Linked DNA regions of Anas platyrhynchos: region 2 is linked to region 1. The links are chromatin contacts, called in public Hi-C maps. All regions are on one chromosome and are shown on one strand. The core of a region is the stretch at or near the end of the contact, and the rest is flanking DNA. Distances in the headings are between cores, read along the strand shown. Region 1 overlaps MAP2K4 (mitogen-activated protein kinase kinase 4). Region 2 holds the start of TMEM220 (transmembrane protein 220).

Region 1 (4,822 bases), core at 119-2,618:
CTGCTGACAGTGATTCCATTAAAAAAAGTGAAGTCAGCCACACTGGCATTTTCACAGGAAACTGGAATTGGCTGGATTTCAATAAGGTTTCCACCAACCTCTTTAAATTGAGCTTAATTTCAAATGTCTTCAGTAAATCATTGTGATGTGGAGTCCCAGGATGTGGATCTGTTTCTGTCCTTCCTCATTTATTTTCCCCTTGTTTTTCCAGCATAAGCTCAGGTGCAAATGGAAAAAGAGAAAGAAGCACATGATCCTGCTGCGGGGGGCTAAGAGAACAGACGTTGTCTGAGCTATGCAAAAGGTTGTGGTACAACAGCCCACCACGCACAGTTTTCTGTGTTTTGGTATTTTCTCTTAAAGCATCTTCAACTTGTTGAGGTGCACTTGTTGGCATGGAACAGCACTCCTGGTCTTCTGTCTACCTCTGAGATTTCAGTATGACTCCAGGGTCTGTGGGACTAAAAATGGTCGTGAACTGGGTGGCTCATGAACCAGTTCTGCAATTATCTGGCAGGCCTCATAAACACACAACAGTCTCTCAAGTCAAATCACTTGTAGTCAGTTCATTGTGGAACTGCTTGGTGTGCTGCACAGGACAGGATCTCAGTCCATCTTGAATCTGATGGGAAACTTATTTTCCCTGGGAGGCCAGGCAGGATCTCTTCCTCTTCTCAAAATAAGCTGATTGAACATAATCTGGATTGCTGCATTATTATCTAACTGCATCTCTATCCAAAAAGCTGCATTCCCATCTGGCCAAAGGTGAGACGTCCTCCATTGTTGGCCATGAAAGTTATTTTTCCTCCCAGAAGCAGAGGAAAAAAAAAAAAAAAAAAAAAAAAAAAAAAAAAGATGGATCTGGATTTTTCTCACCCCTATTTTTTTCTTTTATTTCTGTCTGAGGTGGCTGACATGTCAATAATGGGAAAAAAATGGAAAAAAAATGGACAGATCACTGTCGACAATGAACCAGAGCAGGTGTCTGGTGTCTAACGAGGTGTTAGGGTCACACAGAACACCTCCAACAGCTTTCTAGTGTAGCATCTACTCTAATGTGAGCACTCAGCCTTTATGTACACCAAATCCTTTCACCCTTCCTGCTTTCAGATCCTGCATGTGCTTTTGGGAGAGTTGCCACAGCTCCACCTGCAAAGTAACGTCCCTGCACCTGGCACTCTGGTGCTGCATGCCAGCTGAGCAGAGGGTTGCAGCTTGAAGTAACAAGCGGTTGGAGAAACTGGTTTTCTCCTGGCAGTCGGACCTGGCCAGCCCTCCTGTCCGGGATACATATAAGGATAACGGCTTGTGTTCACATTCTGCCTGACAGACACGCCAAGCGGCCAGCTCTGTATTCTATTCCCAGCACAGCAGTGGTACGCTGTATCGCCAGGAGGGGGAGTTTGTGCTTCAGCCTGCTCTCGACACATTTGCACAGCGTTGAACACAACGTAAAAAATCAAGAGCTCACTTCTGTTCTTCAGAGCAGCCATTCATTCTTCCTCTGCATCCTTCACACGTTGAAAGCAATGACCACGCTTGTGATTTGCTTCGGGACTCAGACTGCAAATGGAGCTTTTATTCTAAGCAGTGCCTCCGGGAGGAAGCTGGGTCTCAGCACCCTGTTTACTTGTACCAGGCAATTCAAGGAGACAAGAGGTGGGGAGGAAGGGTAGGGGAAGCCAAAGCAGAAGATGTATGGAAATATAGATTACAAAACTCAAAATACTCCACATGGGAATAGGTGGTACTGCACATGTCCATGTGTACTGCTTATGTCCACACAGAGAGGAGTTGGGACTCATCTGAATTGCTTTTGGAGTACCACAGACACATAATAAATGTAAATGAAAAGATATAATTTCTGTGTGCTATATAATGCTTGGTGAAGATATCAGGAGCACCTCAGCCCTGCAGATAGGCACAAAGATATGAGGAAGTGGTATGAGGTGTCAGGGTGCACCACTGGGCACAGGGACAGTAGCCAGCAGCTCAAAGTCTCCCTGTCAATCAGCTGAAAGTGTTACTCTTCAGCTCGGCACCGCCTGCAGAGACTGGGGCACCCTCAGAGCCCATGCAGTGCTACAGAGGGAAAGCAAGAGCTGAGATGTGGACCTGGTCATGTTGGCCATGGGGGGATCCCTAGCTCCAGGGCTGGAAGAAGCCATCACAGCTCATTCAGACCAGGAATGCTGGGGTGGTCCAACGCTTGAAGGAGCAGCAACTGTGTCACGGCTCAGGCACGGGTCTTAGTACACGAAGGTTGTGGTGCAAAAGGAACACAATCCCAGGGCAACTCCCATTTGTGGAGCTATGAGGTGATGAGCTGCTCCAGTATCTGCCCAGCAGGAAAGGACTTTTACCCCAGTGTGTAGTGGATTTTATCTTCTGCCTGGAGATCACTAAATCAGCAGCAGTCTTGAATTCTGGCTGAAGAGTGAGGACAGCAAGTGGTCCAAAAATGTCCCAGGTATTGTGCTGTGAACAGGAAACTTCAAAAAACAAAACAAATCAATTAAACATCAAACAAACAAACAAACAAAAAAAAAAAAACCAACACTTTGATGTGATGGAACCACTGAATTTATTTAAGCTGACAGATTTCAACCACCTCAAACCTATCACATCATGTATCTCTATGTAGCAAGCCTTTCTTCAGCTCCATTGCCTGCCTTTCCTTCTCTTGACAAAATTCTCAGCCTCCAAGTGAAGGAACACTGTGAGAGCCAATGTCCTGCTGCTCCACCAGTTCGTAAGTACTTCTAGTCCTGAGTTGTGTTACGTGTGACCAACGATCCCTGCCAGTATGTTTGTGCTCTCCCTCTCACCAATCCCGCACTCCTGGTGTGGTCCCATCCAGCCACTTTGAGCATTGCAGGCACTTGTGGATGGTCCCTCTGCCCAGACACCATCTTCTTTCCTGGTGGAGCTGCTGGGGTCCAGTTCTTTTCACCTACCTGGATGGTTTCCAAGCCCTCCATGGCTTCCAGGCAGGAGACACTTATCCCAGCACCAGGATTCTTGGCAGTAGGAATTACTCAGGACTCAATACCCTCAAGTCATCTGAACATTGCAGACAGTGACAGCTCACATTAAAATAAAATAAGCCTACAAGGCTGTGAGCATCAGCTGCTCTATCCCCAGATTGTGGGCACAGTCACCTGCCCTCCTCACAGGGACAAGGTGTCTCAAGCCACCAGATCCTATCACTGCTCCCAGTGCAGCAAACAGGGCTCACACTCCAAGAGCACAGAGGAGCTGCTGAATTCTCAGAAGTCTTCCAAAGAAAGAAAATATATCCAGATCTCCAGATCGTCCTATGCTTTATATATATATATATATATATATATATATATATTTTAGCACAAGCAGTTTCTAACCAAAGCCTGCTTTACTCCTGTACAGCCACTTCCACCCGGAGGGAGGGCCTGGAAGTTAAGTATTTCAACAGCTTTAAATACCTCTTCCCATTTATGTCTGACCTTACAAAATGAAAATAACAAGGTCACGGTCACATCCTAGTTTTATTACAACTGACCTGCAGGCAAAAGGATAGTCTATTACATAAACGCTCTGATCCATGTATAATATCTTAAATAGAGGAGGAAGTCCAACCAGGATACCAGATAAAGTACTCTGAAGCTCTCTGAAGCGGTTATGTTCCTGAGCTCCATTTTACAGACAATAAGGCAACATCCCTGCACATCAGCTTTTTGATAATTTTTTATACATTTTTTTCTATGGTACAAGAAAAAAAAATAACCAGAGTTCACAATGTACAGTTCTTACACTATTTTCACAGCTTCTGAACACTATACACTTTTTTTTTTTTTTTTAATAAAGATACATCTTAATAAATGGTACACCCTTAATAGTTCATAGTAATTTTTTTTAATACACCAGACCTGTCCTGTACAGCCATCCATGCCACAGCACATTCCAAACCTGATTCTGGCACCTGCAGCTCAAAGCTTCACGTTTCCATTTCCCATCCATCGAAAGCAAGCCAGTCATGTTGCTGAAAATGAGCATGGGGTGGGGTCAGCAGCAGAGAACAGACCCCGGCCATGCTGAATGAGCATAAAAAGACAGCTGCTTGCTTTGGAGAGAAAGAGATCTTCTGGGAGAGGTCATCTCAGTGAACATTGAGGAGATGTCGTGAAATAGCCGTTAATGGCTGAAAGATTGGGACAGAAGCAGAGCACCTCGGAATGTGTCTGTCTTGACTCAATCTACATCTCTGTACTCCCCTGGCCAGCACCTTGTGAAAAACTCAGTCATGCCTGAGATCCCCATTAGAGGTGGCTGAAGGCCAGTGAGATGTACCACAGCTGTGGCAACCTGCCAAGCCTGAGGAAAACTGAGTTTTGTGAGACTAGAGGGCTGGGGGGAGAATTACTGCTTTAGATATGCTACGTATCTATCCTTTTCAACTAATAACTTTGTGTGATTAATCAGAACTATTGGGAATGACTAGTAACTTCATAAAATTTTGATTTTTCTGTTTTGGGTAGACATTAGTGGCCATCCCACTCGGTGCACAACCCTGCAGGAACACAGTCCAGGAAGGGCCTAGGTACCACAGCTCCCTGCCTAGCAGGGTGGCAGCTGAGGGCCCTCTGTGTCCTGAGGGCTCACATCGGCACCAGCTTGCAGTGCCAGAAGGACTGGCTCCAACAGCCAAGCGGGAGATGCACAGTGCTGCAAGCCTTAGGCAGTGGTGTCCCTTCAGTGGCTGAAGAAATACCAGGTGTCCAAGTACGGCCTTGGCACTCTCCTTTCCCAGCTGAGGAGCTGGGCAGGGATGTGCTGATCCCCACTG
Region 2 (4,964 bases), core at 1,031-3,530, 110 kb after region 1:
TGTGAACCTGGATTACCCACTCAGTGAGGAAACAGGGGAGGGTCCTGTCATCAAAAAGTATATAAACTGTGTTTTGGAACTAGTAGAGGCGCTCTCTCCTGCTTGTGGAGCGCCAGCCATTGCAATCGTGAATAAATTACTACTTCACTGAGATCCTCGCCTGAGCCTAAGTTATTGGCTACGGAGTGTTTCTCACAAGGTGTGTGCAGTAACTTGTAACAGGACAAAGGAATCAGTCAGAGTTCATCACAGCTGAGATTTCTTTTTGCAAGACCAGCTAATATGGTTGGAGGAAATGGACAGAAATTCACACCTTTTTTTCCCACCTGAAAAGAGTGGTGTGCCTGAAAACCATCTCTACCTTTATTTTTCTATCATATAAATTGCTCTAACAAAAGACATACTCTGTCTTATATTAATCTCTCTTATTCTTACTAACACCACTATAATTTCTTATCCAGCTAAAAGGCCTTGACATTTCTGTTTTCTAGCCTGATACACCTTCTTTCCATTAGGTGAGGGGAATGGACTGAAGATCTGGAGGCAGAGGTTGCACCACAAAGAAAATCATGACCACATGCCTTCTGGTGAAGTCTCGTGTCCTTAAAAAGATGAACCAGTCATACAGTGTAGTTCCTGGTGCCTCACCAAGGGAATGCAGCTACCTGGGGACCTACTGAAAAATTGCAGGGACATTTTGCCTGTTGCTCTTGCAAATCCACACTTCAAGCTGGGTTTGGTAAGAGGAGAACAAAATATACGTATCCTGTTGGATTGTAGTCCTCCAGCTTTTCTAAGCATTGGTACTCCTTTCCCAGAATGCTTAATAGGAAAGTTTTAAGGGCACCAGTAGAGAGCAGTTTAATTTTTCTGAGCTTCAGGATGGGAGTGTGAATCAATTTAAATATTTAGAGGGATTTAGTTATATTGGACATGGCCCACTGTTATGCCTGCAGCTGCCAGCAATTGTCTAATATACAGAATAACACAATTATTATGAGCCATAAAGCCTACTCAGTGGAGCTGTAACAATGGCAGCCATTTACAAAGAGGGCTCTTACTTCTCTGACATTCTCCACAGTAATTTCATTTCTCATAACCCGCTCAAGGGAAGAGATGGTTACAAATAACAGGACAAGGTGAACATTAATTCCCTCCACAAATGTATTCATGTGTCTTCCACATAACAGTTCAGTGAGAACTAATTCTGCGTGGGGCTGAATGCTGCTACTGAAACCAGTGGGAGAAATAATCTGGCAGATACTCAGCTTTGGTAGATGGACACAGTAGATATATTTCTTAAGAATCCCCTTTCATTTTGTAAATAATTGTCACTTTGGGTGATAAATGATCAGGAAATGATGAGGAAGTACTGTTTTTTCTGAGTATATCCCTTTTGTTGTCCAGACAATACAAAAAGACTGGATGTCTTCTTAAATATAAAATGAATCCTAGACTATAGGGTCGTTACAAAAACAGTGATTTAAATCCCAATCTCCTGGCTGGAAAAAAAAAAAAAAAAAGCCTCCTTTTATCCCTCACTTGCTATTCCTCTCGTATACCCGTGGTTCTTCAAGATCATCAAATTTCCAATCTGTGATACCTAGAGCTGTCTCCGTTCATGGCTTTTGGAAAAGACAAGATGCCTGTGAGAAGCTCACTGGGAATGACATCCTTCTCTTCTGTGATGCCAGCTGTCAGCAGGCTTAGTTATTTCTACAGTAGCCAAAAAAAAAAAAAAAAAAATCCTGTTTCAGATACCTGCCACCAAGATTAATATACGTGAATCTTTCTTCCCAGTAGGCTCTGCAGGCAAACACAGACGTGGCTGTGGCTGAGCCAGAGATGGGCATAGCTACAGCATAGCTCAGGCAGGGACTGCAGGGCTGCAGGGCCCCTCTTGAAGGATTTATGCTTTTGCATAGCTACTTAGAAGTCTTACTGTATAGGTTTTTCATGTTTATTTCATGGGGCGAAGATCTAATTTTCTTCCATATACGAGTTTTTCAGAAACATGGCCGTGATGGTGTGAAGGAATGTCTGAACATCTCTAGCCCAACATGTCACTTGAAGCAGGATTATCACCAACAGCAGATCAGGGGAGCAAGCCTCAGAAACCTCCAAAGCCAGAGATTGCACAGCCTGTCTGGCGACCTGTGGCAGGCTGCACGACCCTCCTGGTGGGGACAGAGGTCAACACCTTCCAAGCCCAACCACTTGTGCCCCCTGCCCTTTGGTATATCATCTGACTCTCGCGAGCAGAGAACGCCCCCGCACCTCTCCTCTGGCCGTCCCCTTAGGGCGGCCGCAGCCAGCCCAGCGGGCGGGCCCGGGGCGGTGAACGCGCGGCTTCAGCGGCCGTCCGTCTGCAAGCGGTAGGCGGAGGCTGGCGCCGGTCATGGCGCGCGGTAGCTTGGCGGGGCGGCTGTGGCAGCTTTGCAACCTGTTTATGGCCACTTTCTTCGGGCTGGCGGCTGCCGTGCAGGTGAGGGCAGTGGGCGAGGGCCTGGGGCTGCCCTAGGCCTCGGTGGGCCCGGGCACTGGTGCGACCCGAGGCAGGCTGGGGTCCCCACACTCTGCTCCCTGCCCTGTCCCGCCTGCCGAGCCCGGCCCAGCCCGCACAGAGGGTGCAGAGGCTCAGCCTGCGTTTTCTCGCTGCAGGTGAACGACCCCGACGCCGGGCTGTGGGTGGTGAGTAGGGGCTGGAGCGTGACGCAGGGCGGAAGGTAGGTGCTGTGCTCTGCGGGGCTGTCTGCTTGGGGTTGAGGCTCTGCCCCCAGCGTGCAGAGCACCAAACCTCTGATTCCCCCCTGCCTGGGCTCTAGGCCTCCTGACCTTGTCACCACCAGGTCTCCGTCATCACCTGTGCTTGCCTTAGCTCACCTTCTGTCACCACTGACCTCAGCAGGGACCCTTGAGTCTCAGAAGAAACCTAAAGAAAATTCGCACCTCTCTGCCCACTCCTGTCATTCTCAGGCATGGGAACAGCCACCAGTGGCCTTGGATCAGTATGAGCAAGGCTTTGAGCTGCAGGGGCCCGGGGGGGTCTCTCTGTACTGTCAGGAGCCACTGGGTAGGTGGGGATAGTCCCTGTCTTCTCCATGTCCATGCACGGCCGGTACATCCCTTGTGCAGATGAGCCCAGCTGATAGTGGCGGGGTTGGGATGTGGCAGCAGAGGCTGCTTCTGCTCCCACCCAGCACAGGCAGAGGTCATGGCGCAGGGGAATGTTTCTTACAGGGACTCTCCCTGGGGACCACACTGCAGCTCAGGGCTGGTGCAGCGGGCTGATTGGGCAGCAAGAGCTTAGGTAAGCCTGAAGCCAAGGCACAAGGACTGGTGCTCAGCTGACTGTCTCACAGCTGTGCTGTGCAAGGATTTGGGTGGTGAGTAAGGAAGCGCTGGCTTGCTGCTGCACTCAGAAGAGCACTAGCAGTACCAGGGCATGCCAGAGGGACAGAGTTGTATGGCTGTTCTGTGCATCTGGCAAACTGCTGTAGAAAAGAAGTGCTGGTATGGGTGACTGCTTCTGTTTCCTTACCCTCAAAAATTTTGCTGTTGAGTATACTTGTGTTTCATTAACAGGTTATCTACTTGGTGCCAGCTGCTCTTACACTGCTTGTTGGCCTTAACCCCTCAGTAACAGGTATAGTATTGGTGTGTAAAACAGAATCTCTACTCAAATTTTGCCTCCAGAAAGTTTGTTTTCATTGAGTCACGGATTAAGATCAGGCTGCATGGAAACATGTCCTACTGCATTTTTTGAGGGCAGAAAGCTGTGGTACCTGCTTCTACAAAAGTTGGTCTTTGCTTTAGTACTTGTAGTTGAACTTGCTGCAAGCAAACCCAGGAGGCCTGCATAAAGGCCTGCTTCTTCGACTGCACCCTGGTTTAAGCAGTCATGGAATAAGTGGAGCACATAGAGCACAAGTCTGGGAGCACGTTCTGAACCTGTCTCTGATGTTGACCCTAGCACATAGTCTAATCAACATGGCTTTCCTGTTCTAAAGCTGTGTTTTTGCTTATCTATCTCATATAAAAGAAATTAAGCTCAGCGCAATGGTTTGAAAGAGCTAAAGGTCTTGTTTAGTATCACGCATTAGCTGTAATACAGCTGCTCCAAAGAGAGGAAGGGCAGTGGTGGGGACTTGCAGTCCATGCTATGACTGACTTTCCAACATTGCATGCTGAGGGCTAACACCATATGATATGTTGAAAGAACTGGTCAGATCAGATTTGGTCCAGGACTCCAGAAAATTCATTTGTGTGTGCGTTTTAATCCATTGGAGATAATTTTAAAATGACCACTCTTGATATACAAAAAGTGACTGTGTTTTAGCTGGGTGAATACTTAATCTGGACAAACTAAAACCATACTTATACCAGAAAGGAAAATCCTCAAGAGTACATGTTATTGTCACAAACCACACTCTTACACTATCTCACCATTCTAGGTACCTTAGGCACACAAAGTGGCAGCATTCATAAAACCAAAACCCATCTATGATGTTGAATATTTCAGAGGAGGTCTATTTGTATGGTAGGTGTAGCCTCAACATAATGGCATTTGGCTGATCAAGAGAATCTGCAAATTAAACTTACAAATTTGTTACTTGCACCATGATTTCTAAGAAATAAATATTAAAATAGCACAATTGTGTAATTTGACATTTATGTAAATTTGACAAGTGATATTTATCATTCATGTCCATGGAAGATTCCGATTCAGCCTCTGCAGAGATGCAGTAAGTTCAGTTTACTGTAGGATCAGTTACGAAGTTAGGTCATACCAAGTTCATGAATTTTGGCAGCCCATCATCTTTAATGCTTTCCTGGAGAGGTCAATGACTAGGAAAGGCTACTTTTTACTTTGTGGTGTTTGCTGTTGACATTGTTGGGAACAGATGAAGCACTGCCTGTATCATTTGCTCACCTCTCTGCCATGAGCTCTTGGGGATGAACAT

Evidence for each region. A called contact is a pair of places that touch in the nucleus more often than the background predicts.
Region 2: a contact with region 1 is called in a Hi-C map of subcutaneous adipose tissue, with 2.8 times the contacts expected there. The contact joins the promoter of TMEM220 here to the enhancer-like site in region 1. A contact is called at or near these places in 5 of 8 Hi-C or Micro-C datasets (F1 follicle, F5 follicle, skeletal muscle and 2 more).

Annotation. Positions count from the first base shown.
Region 1 is chr19:12,169,218-12,174,039 of IASCAAS_PekinDuck_T2T, forward strand. MAP2K4 (mitogen-activated protein kinase kinase 4) reads right to left here. Exons shown (of 13, transcript XM_027471520.3): 13 at 3,506-4,822. Among named protein-coding and RNA genes, the nearest start is that of MAP2K4, 100 kb to the right of the region's middle. Within about 2 kb of position 1,369, at least 2 of the 8 cell types and tissues checked have an H3K27ac peak or open chromatin away from gene starts, as enhancers often do. A contact at or near this core is called in F1 follicle and subcutaneous adipose tissue, where this site is marked.
Region 2 is chr19:12,278,450-12,283,413 of IASCAAS_PekinDuck_T2T, forward strand. TMEM220 (transmembrane protein 220) reads left to right here and starts at 2,281. Exons shown (of 6, transcript XM_072025822.1): 1 at 2,281-2,485; 2 at 3,586-3,646. The coding sequence starts at 2,399.